2 separate regions of the Mus musculus genome follow, and region 2 is linked to region 1. The links are chromatin contacts, called in public HiChIP or PLAC-seq maps. All regions are on one chromosome and are shown on one strand. Each heading gives the region's core, a stretch centred on a gene start, on an enhancer-like site or on the middle of the called end of the contact. The rest is flanking DNA. Distances are from core to core; before and after follow the strand shown. Region 1 holds the start of Rgl3 (ral guanine nucleotide dissociation stimulator-like 3). Region 2 has its middle 16 kb from the start of Zfp810.

Evidence for each region. HiChIP or PLAC-seq counts read pairs in DNA pulled down with a chosen protein or histone mark.
Region 2: a contact with region 1 is called in an H3K4me3 HiChIP or PLAC-seq map of bone marrow-derived macrophages, with 3 times the contacts expected there. The contact joins the enhancer-like site here to the promoter of Rgl3 in region 1. A contact is called at or near these places in 1 of 39 promoter capture datasets (pre-B cells), 3 of 484 Hi-C or Micro-C datasets (CD4 T cells, large pre-B cells and pro-B cells) and 1 of 115 datasets of contacts at active chromatin or transcription factors (bone marrow-derived macrophages).

Annotation. Positions count from the first base shown.
Region 1 is chr9:21,987,144-21,992,292 of GRCm38.p6, reverse strand. Rgl3 (ral guanine nucleotide dissociation stimulator-like 3) reads left to right here and starts at 2,840. Exons shown (of 19, transcript NM_023622.4): 1 at 2,840-2,928; 2 at 3,334-3,444; 3 at 4,018-4,247; 4 at 4,389-4,442; 5 at 4,580-4,794. The coding sequence starts at 2,896. Ccdc151 (coiled-coil domain containing 151) reads left to right here. Exons shown (of 13, transcript NM_029939.3): 9 at 285-445; 10 at 529-685; 11 at 1,336-1,491; 12 at 1,812-1,896; 13 at 2,049-2,422. The coding sequence ends at 2,167. It overlaps Gm36414 (a long non-coding RNA gene), which reads right to left and starts at 2,797. Exons shown (of 2, transcript XR_379185.4): 1 at 2,654-2,797; 2 at 1,585-1,707.
Region 2 is chr9:22,321,182-22,326,557 of GRCm38.p6, reverse strand. It overlaps the pseudogene Gm10182. Among named protein-coding and RNA genes, the nearest start is that of Zfp810, 16 kb to the right of the region's middle. Within about 2 kb of position 4,032, at least 36 of the 459 cell types and tissues checked have an H3K27ac peak or open chromatin away from gene starts, as enhancers often do. A contact at or near this core is called in bone marrow-derived macrophages, where this site is marked.

The DNA.
Region 1 (5,149 bases), core at 1,591-4,090:
GGAGGGCTGATGGAGCTCTAGAGACACAATGTCTTTGCCCGATCTGAACTTGCTGGCACAGTCATTTTTGAATAGAGAATATTCACTGCTGTGCTGCCTTCCGCATGCAGATTTTAGCTGACTCAAATATAGGTGGGAAAGGGCATGGGGCAAAGTGCAGCCTTGGAGTAGTCGGGAGACTGACCCACACTATCCTCATACATTGTTGTGTGACAGAGAGAGGACCATAGTGTCCTCGGGGCCTCCCTTGTTCCAGGCTCTGACCAGGGATGTGTGGTCCGCAGGCGGTAGTGCGCAGGTTCCTGGCCCAGGATGAGACCTTCACACAGTTGGAGAATCTCAAGAAGGACAATGAACTGGCGTTGGCGAAGTTGAAGGAGGAGAAGCAGCGGCTCCAGAGGGAGCTGGAGAACCTCAAGTACTCGGGGGATGCTACGCTGGTGAGGTGAGGCTTCGGTGGCTGAGGGGAGGCTACGGGGACGCTGGAGTCAGCCATTGGCAGCTGCTGAACCTCCTGGCTCCCGGCAGCCAGCGGAGGCTCCACGAAGAGATGCAAAAGACATTCAAGAAGGAGGAGCAGCGTCACAATGATGTCCACGAGAGACTGGAGCACACCTCGCGAATCCTCCAGTTGGTCAAAGATTGCTTGGAGCATTTGGCCAACAAACTGAGTCACGTAAAACTGGTAGGCCCCGCCCTTTTAAATAACCCCCATTGATGCTCCGCCCCGGGGAGGCCCCACCCCAAGGAGCTCCACCCCAATGGACACTGTCCCTGGGAGGCCCCACTGCAGAACCTCTTCCACATTGAAAGCCCTAATCCATGCCTGGCAGCCCTGCCCATGTCCTCCCAGAGCGTCAGCGCAGTTGGCATAAAGATGCCACACAAGCCATAGGCTCCCAGCCCTGTCTCCTGCCCAGAATGCAAAGTTCCACACCATGCATCGCTGTCTTGGTCCTACATTCCGGGGGAAGTCCTCTTTTGCTCAGTCTCAAACTCTGACTCTAATGGGCAACCATCAGCCCAACTCAGGTGTCCCATGTCTATGGGGCGGTGCGGCCCTGGGTGAAGAAGGTCCCACTTTGTCCACAAGAGCTCCATTTCTTCAGAAAACCACCCTCACACTGGCCTAGGTCGTGTCATTAATCTCAAAGAGACCTCCATGTAGCTCAGATTCAAAGATTCCACCCTCAAGGCTAGGTTTTCATTTTAGAGGCCCTGCCCAGTAGTGGTAGACACGCACCTCAAAGCTATGAAAGCCCACTTGTTGGGTGAATCGTGTCCCCACCTAGGTGCACGGTATCTCTCAGCTAACTTGGCCCGTCCCCACCACAGGATGATACGGTATTGGCAGGAAAGAAGTTAGACCGGGACTCAGAGGACTACGCTTACAATCTGCTGGTAGTTGTCCAGGAAAAGCTGCTGAAACTGCAGGACCAACTGGAGAGCCAGGACGTGCCTGAGTTGCTGCGACACATAGCAGACCGAGAGGTTCACACACATCCTCCGCGGCCAGTGGGGACCAAGGCAGGGGGTGGGGGTGGGGGTGGGGGAGGGAGGGTCGAAAATCAGAGAGCAGACTGACATAGGAAACAGGTGCTGAATGGGCGTGAGCTTCATAACCAGAGTAGCGAAGCCTGGACTGGGTGGATCTCAGGTGGCAGGGCCTCCGAAACCAGGCAGCGAAGGGTGGGCAGTGATCTCCACCTAGAATCCGGTAGAAACTCAATGTAAGGTGCACGGAGGTGGAACAGAGCCTCACTGCCATCCCACATCTCTCTCCGGCCTCCCCCTACCCCCCCCCCCCGCAGTTCCTGGCCACGCTAGAAGGAAAGCTGCCCCTATACAACACCCGCATCCTTCTGCCCGTCGCCAGTGTCAAGGACAAGTTCTTTGGTCAGTGTGGGCCAAAGGGGGATGAATGGGAGGGGCGCGAGGTGGCCTTAAGTCAAGGCCAAGGAGGAGGTGCATGGTGTGGCGAAGGCTGGGAAGGGAAAAAGAAACGGTCCCTCACCCTCCCCATCACCCACCCCTGCCTCTCTCTGTAGATGAAGAGGAGAGTGAGGATGATGACCGTGATGTGGTGACCCGCGCTGCCTTCAAGCTCCGTTCCCAGAAGTTAATCGAAGCCCGCAGCAAGAAGCGCAATAGGTTGCGCAGATCTTAGACTCGCAGTCAAGTCCTATCGGATGCCTCCGGGACTCTAGGGAGCCCTCCGACCCTCTGGGTCCACCTACGGGTGGTGTGTGTCTGGGAGCCCCGGAGGCTCCTTCAAGGGCTTGGAGGAAGCTCAAGCAGGGAGCACCGCAGGCCAGCAGCGCCCGGAGGAGAGAAAAGGCCGAGCCAGAAGTTCCCACAGTAAATCTCTCGAGGCGGGTTGGTGCCCGCCTCGGAATCGCGCAATAAAGGTCACTGAACAACCCCCTGGGTATTCACCTCTTTTTGACCCTGCACCGCCCCCAAAAGGCTGCCCCCACAAAATGCAGGGCCACAGACACTTCGCGGCTTCTAGCCTGAGATGGCATGGCTTCCATCACCTATGGTACAGATTCAGTGTGCCCTCCTTCTCCTCCAGACATAGGAGACACCCTCGACACCTGGGATTGATCAACCCCAACCTAGTATAAAGCACTTCCCTCCCAGGGACACAGACCTGTTGTCGTGTCCCCTGCACCCATATGTCTGAGTGACAGATTGACCCGCACTTCTGGGAAGGAACGGGACTTCTAGGCTAGCCTGGGTGCGGGGATGGGGTCCGGCTGGGGACCTCTGGAATTGTGGGACCGCCTTGCCCAGCCCCGCCCCACGACTGGACGCTCGGCTGCCCCGCCCCACTGCCCGCTGGCCCTTCCGCTTCACTCAGCGGCGCCAGGGAGCAGGACGGGCACCGGGGCCATGGAGAGGACAGCGGGCAAAGAGCTGGCCCTGGTAAGAGGAAGCTGGGGATCCTCGGACCCCACGTCCCTAGTGTACCCCCAGATTCAGAAACTCCAGGCGACCGCCCCTCGTTTTCTAATCTTTCTGCAAAATGGATGTGCCTTGGAGTCCCCATTTGGGGATTCAGAGTTCCTGACCCCGTGAAGCGGCTAGTTTGGGGGATGGGGACGGGGGTCTGAGGAATCTCAGGAGGAGGTGACAGATTCTTTGTGACATTGGACTCTGGGATATCCCCAAATGATACTCCATCCACTCAAGACCTGGGAGAAGGGTATCCGTGGCGAAGACCTGGGATCCCACCCCGAGTCTTGAATACTCTGTTCGGGAAAGTGGGCCAAACATAAAGGCAGGGGGCTGAAGCCGGAGGGACTTCCCTGAGCCCGCCTCCACATCCAGGCGCCGCTGCAGGACTGGGGCGAGGAGACCGAGGATGGCGCCGTGTACAGCGTCTCCCTGCGGCGGCAGCGCAGCCAGCGCTCGACCCCAGAGAGGTCTGGAGAAGGCCAGGTGAGGAAGGGACTGAGGCGAGCAAGTGAGGGCGGACTCAGCTCAGGGGCCTGGGAGTTGGGAGGAGAGGGGGAAGCTGGAGAGCTGAGGGTGAGCCTCCCTAGAACTACGGGGCCAGGAGGAAGGGCGGAGCTAAGAGGCGACCAGGTGTGTGGAAAGGGCCTGGGGGCGGCCAGGTGACTTGGTTTGAATCCAGGAAACGGGGTGGGGCCAGGTGATAGCGCTCCCCCCAAAGGCGAAACTGACCGGCAGGGTGCAGGAAAGCAGAACGGAGGAGCGGCCAGGTGGTGATGGGTGGGACTCAGGCTTGGCCAGTGAAGCTTGGCTGCAAAACTGCCTGAAGCCTGGGGTGGCGGGGTGAGGAGGGCACAGAGGGAAGTGCTAGAGTAGTGGGGTGTCCTGCGGGGTTGATGTGAGCATTGCATGATTGGTGTATATTTAGGGAGTCTCGGAGTTTCAGAAAAGGACACAGTCACACCCCCCCAAAAAAAGTGCCAGAGATGGGTATAATTGGAAACAAGGTGCTTGGAACGCTCCTCACCTTATTTCATTCACTGCCCCACTCCCCCGCAGACCCCCATCCCGGCTACCGACACCTTCCTTCATTACCGAACCAGCAAGGTGCGGGCGCTGAGGGCCGCCCGACTGGAGCGGCTGGTGCATGAGTTGGTGTCCGGAGACCGCGAGCAGGATCCTGGCTTCGTGCCTGCCTTCCTGGCCACCCACCGGGCCTTTGTACCCACAGCCCGCGTTTTGGGTTTTCTGCTACCCCCGCCACCGCCGCCGCCACCACCTCCTGCTGGGTCAGTCATTTTCAGGAGACCCGCATGTCCCCATCCCCAGAACCCCATCTACCTGCGCACACACACATACACCTCAAATTTAGAACCGAGGTCCTAACGCCCTATAGCTCTGTTCCCATCTGATAGAGGCTTTCTTCCCAGGGTAGACAGCAAGAGGACAGAGGGACAAGATCTGAACTTCAGCAAGAACCTGAGGTCGGTTTCCATTCCCGTCCACACCCTCGACCCAAGGGAGCGTGGGGGAGGGATCTCAAGGTCGGGTCTGACGACTGCAAGGTTGGGAACGTTTAGATCCTTGGACTCAATTTTGAGCCACACACCCCTCTGTTCAGGGCTGTAGTTTCGGTGCTGGGTTCTTGGCTGCGAAATCATCCTCAGGACTTCCGGGATCCCCCTGATCATCAGAACCTAGGCAATGTCCGAATCTTTTTGGGCTGGGCAGCCCCAGGAGGGGCAGAAGCCAGGGAAGCAGAGAAACTTCTAGAAGATTTCTTGAAGGAGGCTAAGGGAGAGCAGACAGAGGAGGAAAAGCGACTGGCTTGGTCAGGTAAGGGACAGTCAATTCAGGTGACATTCTGAGAGAATACCACCTGCCCAGCTCCAAATGACAGACCCCGAATACATTTTATTTATTTATTTTGGTGCTTGGGAATAAACTCAGACTTTTGTGCAAACGTTATACCCCTGAGCCACACCCCCCAGCTCTTGGACAAAACTCTCTTCCCTCCCTCCCTCCCTCCCTCCCTCCCTCCCTCCCTCCCTCCCTCCCTCTCTCCCTCCCTTCCTCCCTTCCTCCCTCCCTCCCTCCTTCCTTCTCCTTCCTTCCTTCCTTCCTTCCTTCCTTCCTTCCTTCCTTCCTTCCTTCCTTCCTTCCTTCCTGTGGTCTATGCATGTGTTCATGT
Region 2 (5,376 bases), core at 2,783-5,282, 330 kb before region 1:
CAGGGGGGTCTATCTGGAGTTTACAGGCCAAACAGTGAAGGAAGGATGTGTCTGGAAGGAGAAATTGCTGATACGGGGCTGAGAGAACCAAAAGGAAAGGGAACCTCCAAAATACTGATGAAGGGGGGCTGTAGGGCGGGAGGTGAATGTGGGGTGCCGGGTAAGAAAGAGGCATAGACCAGAACTCGGCCGCCACCCTTTACTAAGAACTGGATACCCAGAGTTAGGAGTCATGAGGGCCAAGCAGGTGTGGAAGGCTCTGTAGGCCCTCCTCTTCCAGGTCCATAAAATGGTAGGAACCAGCTTGAGGCAGGGGAATTGCAGTGTGGGAAATTGCACAACTGTTCCATGAGACAGTCAGGGATCACCAACCTCAGCTGGTAAGGAGACTGCAAAGGCCTCTAGTCAGAGATCTCTAATTCCTAAAAGAATTTATACTGTCAAGAGACTAAGCCCTAAGAGGCAATCTACTACCTCTCTGATTTTCATTTTGATAATGGAATTTCACATCAGTCTAAGTGTGTGGTTGCTGAGACAGCCAGTGTGTCAGAGGGCAGCCTGGGCTAGAGACCGAAAGCCTCTGTCAAAAGAGCTAATAAGGATTTTCACAGTTCAACATAATTCATGTAGCTGTAATCTCATCATTTGGGGAAGATTAACACTTCATGTTCCCCATATTTAAATGTTAATTTTTTTGACCAAACTAAAAAGAATTTAAGTACAGTTGCGATTTGACTGTCCCAACATCTATTTAAAAATGACATGGATGGTGATAGAGAGGTGGCTCAGTGGTTAAGAACACATACTGCTCTTGCAGAGTCCTGAGTTCAAGTCGTAACACCCACATGAGGTAGCTCACAACCTATCTCCAGCTCCAGGGGAATCGATCCTCAGGTATGCATAATTGAAAGTGGAAATTTTTATTTTTTTAAATATTTATTTATTTATTATATGTAAGTACACACCAGAAAAGAGGGCATCAGATCTCATTATGGATGGTTATGAGCCACCATGTGGTTGCTGGGATTTGAACTCAGGACCTCTGGAAGAGCAGTCACTGCTCTTAACCGCTGAGCCATCTCTCCAGCCCGAAAGTGGAAACTTTTAAAGTGAATGAGCAAAGCCTATAGACTTACTTGCTCTCCTCTATTCCGTTTTCTCACACAGTTGTATAATAATGTATTTTATTTTTTTGAGTAAAATATATAAGAAACTTTCATATTTTAAATGTTGAAAATTCTATATGGAATTATAGCACTTATTATTAATAATGCTTTTCTACACATTTAAAGTAGTTAAAGAGTAAAACTTGGTGAGAAATGTATCTTGGGCTGGCTCAGCAAGCCAAGGTGCCTGACGGCAACCCTAGCAACCTGAGTTTAATCTGTGGGACCAAGACAGTGGAAGAAGAGAACCCCTCTAGTTGTTCCCTGGCCTCCACACTTGCTCCTGAAGTAGAATATGGTAGAAAAGACCAATTATTAAAAAGTGATTTATTTAGTGATTCACTGTATTGGTTATTGTCAGACATAACTGGAAAGGGCCCAAAGCCTTTGTAAAAGGGAGACATGGAACGGAGTGGTGGTGGTACACACTTTCAATTCCACTACTTGTGAGGCATAGGAGGGCAGATCTCTGTGAGTTTGAGACTAGCCCAGTCTACAGAGCTTGTTGGAGGATAGACAGTCAAGGGCTACACAAAGAAACCCTGTCTAGAAGGAAAATCAAAACAACAAAAAAAGGGAAGAAAGAGTGGAAACTAAATGGGTCATTGCCCATAATAGCCTAACCGCAAAAGCTTACACCTGCCTGCTGTAACATGTGCCTTGAAGAATCACATGTAACCTTAACTAGTGGTTGTAGATTCTCCTCCAAAAACCATGGTTTCACCAGCACTTAGTAGTTAGCTAGGTTTCCAGTACAAGTGAAGGTATCCTTGTCAAAGAGTTGTGTGTACAATTACACAGCCATTGGTTGCCATCAAGGTATATGTGCCACTACTGCGCCCTCAGGATTCTTGCGCCATGTTAGCCATTGCTGTGGGTCATGGGCATACCTGGGTAAAACTGTTGGTTGCCTCCCTGTTTTGGAAGTTTGCATGGCACCTCCTGGTACTATGAATGCTGGTCTTCAGGAAGGGGACCTTGAGGTCAGTTCTAGCTCATAGACCACCACGCCCAGCTTGTATATAGCTTTTATGATATTGAGACATGTTCCATCTAGCCATACATTCTCTAGGATTCCTATCATAAAAGCATAATCCTTAACAACAATGGATAAATATTTGTCCTTATACCCTGTCCTAGTTAGGTTAGAGTTTATTTGCTTTGACGAGACACCATGACCGTGGCAAATTCTATAAAGGCAAACATTTGATTGGGGCTGGCTTAAATTTTCAGAGGTTCATTCCATTATCATCATGGCAGGAAGCAGAGGAGTGTACAGGCAAACCGTACTGAAGCAGCCAAGGGTTCCACATCTTGATCCAAAGGCGGGCATAAAGAAGAGGATCTTCAGGCAGCCAAGAGGATGCTCTCTTCTGTACTGGGTGGAACCTGAGCATAGGAGTCCTCAAAGCCCACACATACAATGACACACTTCCTCCAACAAGGCCACACCTTCTGATAGTGCCAATCTCATGTGCCAAGCATATTCAAACCACCACATTCCACTCCCAGACCCCCATAGGCGTGTTCAAACACATGAGTCTATGGGGGCCACCCTAGCCATAACATAACACAAAATACATTTAGTCCAATTCCAAATGTCCCGATAGTCTGTCAAAATCTCAACAATATTTAAAAGGCCAAAGATCAAAGTTTCTCCTGATACTCATGTGTAATCCTCTATAAAATCAAAATTAAAAGGCAGATCACGGCCTTCCAGCATCACAGGATGTACATTAGACTCCAATATCATAGTAAGGAAATGCTGGACCAAGGCCTGGCAGAAAACCATGTAGGTGAACTCCAAACTCTGCATCTCCATGTCCAATGCCAAACTGCTCTGCAGATTTCTAATACTTTCATCTTTGTTGACTGCAACAAACTTCTTTCTCTTGGGCTGGTTCCACTTCTTGTTAGCAGCTTTCCTTGGCAGGTATCCCATGACTTCGGCATCTTCATCACTATGGGGTATCCAAGGCAACTTTAACTATACAGTTTCTTGTCCAATATCTGGGACACATGATCTTCTGGGATTCTCCAAAGGGCTTGGGTTACTTTTCCAGCTCTGCCCACTGACGCACTCTGGGCTCTGGTAGACTCTATTGCACAGCTGCTGCTGTTCTTGGTAGTCATCCCATGGTACACTGGGGAATTCTGCTACAACTATGTTCCACCAGTACCCTCTTAGGCTCTCTTCAAGGTACTAAGCCTCAATTTCTTTGCATGACCCCCCATCAAGCCTTCAACTGCCTCTGAAGCTATACCTTCCCCAATGGCCTTCTCTGACCTCTCACGGTGCCGAGCCTCAGCTGCTCTCGGTGATCCCTCCATGCCTTCAAACCAGGATTACTTGGACGCTTCTTAGATATCACCAAGTCCAGGTGTGAGCACAGTGTCTATCTCTCTAACACAGCTGCTTTGTTTTCTCAAAAAAGCACGTCCCAAATTTTAGCTCAGTGGTTGTCTTAGTTAGGATTTCACTGCTGTGAACAGACACCATGATCAAGACAAGTCTTATAAAGAGAACATTTAATTGAGGCTTGCTTGCAGGTTCAAAGGTTCTGTCCATTGCCATCAAGGTGGGGGCATGGCAACATCCAGGCAGGCAAGGTACAGGAGGAGCTGAGAGTTCTACATCTTCATCTGAAGGCTGCTAGTGGAAGACTGATTTCCAAGAAGCTAGGATTGTTGGGCCCCATTTGGCCCTGGTTTGGGCCTTGAAGACAAACCCCAGCCTGGCTCGAGTTTCTGCAGCTTTGTGGGAGAGCCTAAGCCTGGCTCGAGTTTTGAGACCTGTCTCAGTCACTTCCATATCAAGATGACTCAGCAAGTCCTGTTTGGCCCTGCCTCTGCCCCACCACTGCTGATGTAGAGCTTTGCCATTGGCCCTGTCAGTCACTCCACACCCTCCATCACCCTTCCCTGCCTCCTAAGTCATCTTACCCCACCAAAAATCCTCCTCCCTATGTTCCAAATTTATATAAGTGAGAGGCTGATGCCATAACGTTGAGTTCCTGTTTTGACAAGATTCCTGGCTTGGTTGTGCTTCTTTTGGGCCGTCGACACTGGCCATCCTGCTCAGCCCTGGAGAGACCCTGGTGGGACTGGGACCTCTCTCCTCTTGCCTGGACCTGCCAGCAAGGAGCTGGCATAAGGTGATGGTCTTAAAGTCCACACCCACAGTACCGTACACACCTATTCCAAAAGACCCCCACTGTCTAATAGTGCCACTCCCTGGCATATACTTGGTGCTGGTCTCTTTTTAATCACTACTAATTTCTTAGCTCCAGCTAACCAGCACCAATTGTCACAGTAATTCCTCCTGCTCGTGACTCTAAAGCCAGAGCTCTGTGGCCAAACCTGCAAAGTTCTGCTACTTGCTGGGGCTGGAAGTGGCCCCCTTGTTCTAGACATCAGCTTTCTTGTTTCTAGCTCCTTCACTGCCTAAGCTTGATTGTTCTGGTATTTGCTGTGTAGACTGACCTTGAACTCAAAAGATCTGCATGACCATATCAGAAACACTATCACACGCAAAATCATAGATTTATCCAATGCAGTAATTATGGGTGATTTCAATACCTTACTCTCACCAATAGAAAGGTTGTCTAGAAAAAAAACAAATGCCGGGCAGTGGTGGTGCACGCCTTTAATCCCAGCATTTAGGAGGCAGGGGCAGGAGGATTTCTGAGTTCGAGGCCAGCCTGGTCTACAGGACAGCCAGGGCTCTACAGAGAAACCCTGTTTCGAAAAAGAAAGGAAGGAAGGAAGGAAGGAAGGAAGGAAGGAAGGAAGGAAGGAAGGAAGGAAGGAAGGAAGGAGAAAACAAACAAGCAGAGAAACCCTGGAATTAAATAACATCCTAAATCAAGTGGATCTAAGAGAGAGCTACAGAATCTTCTACCTTAACACTAAAGCACGGAGCAGTGTGAGGAAGCAGCGAGGACGACCCCCGGACGAAGCAAACCCGCGCGCCGCTGTATTCCGTGCTCAGCGCCGACGTCCCCTGCCGCCACCATGCCCAAAAGAAAGGCTGAAGGGGATGCTAAAGGAGACAAAACCAAGGTGAAGGACGAGCCACAGAGAAGATCTGCGAGGTTGTCTGCTAAACCTGCTCCTCCAAAGCCAGAGCCCAAACCTAAAAAGGCCCCTGCGAAGAAGGGAGAGAAGGTACCCAAGGGGAAGAAGGGGAAAGCTGACGCCGGGAAGGATG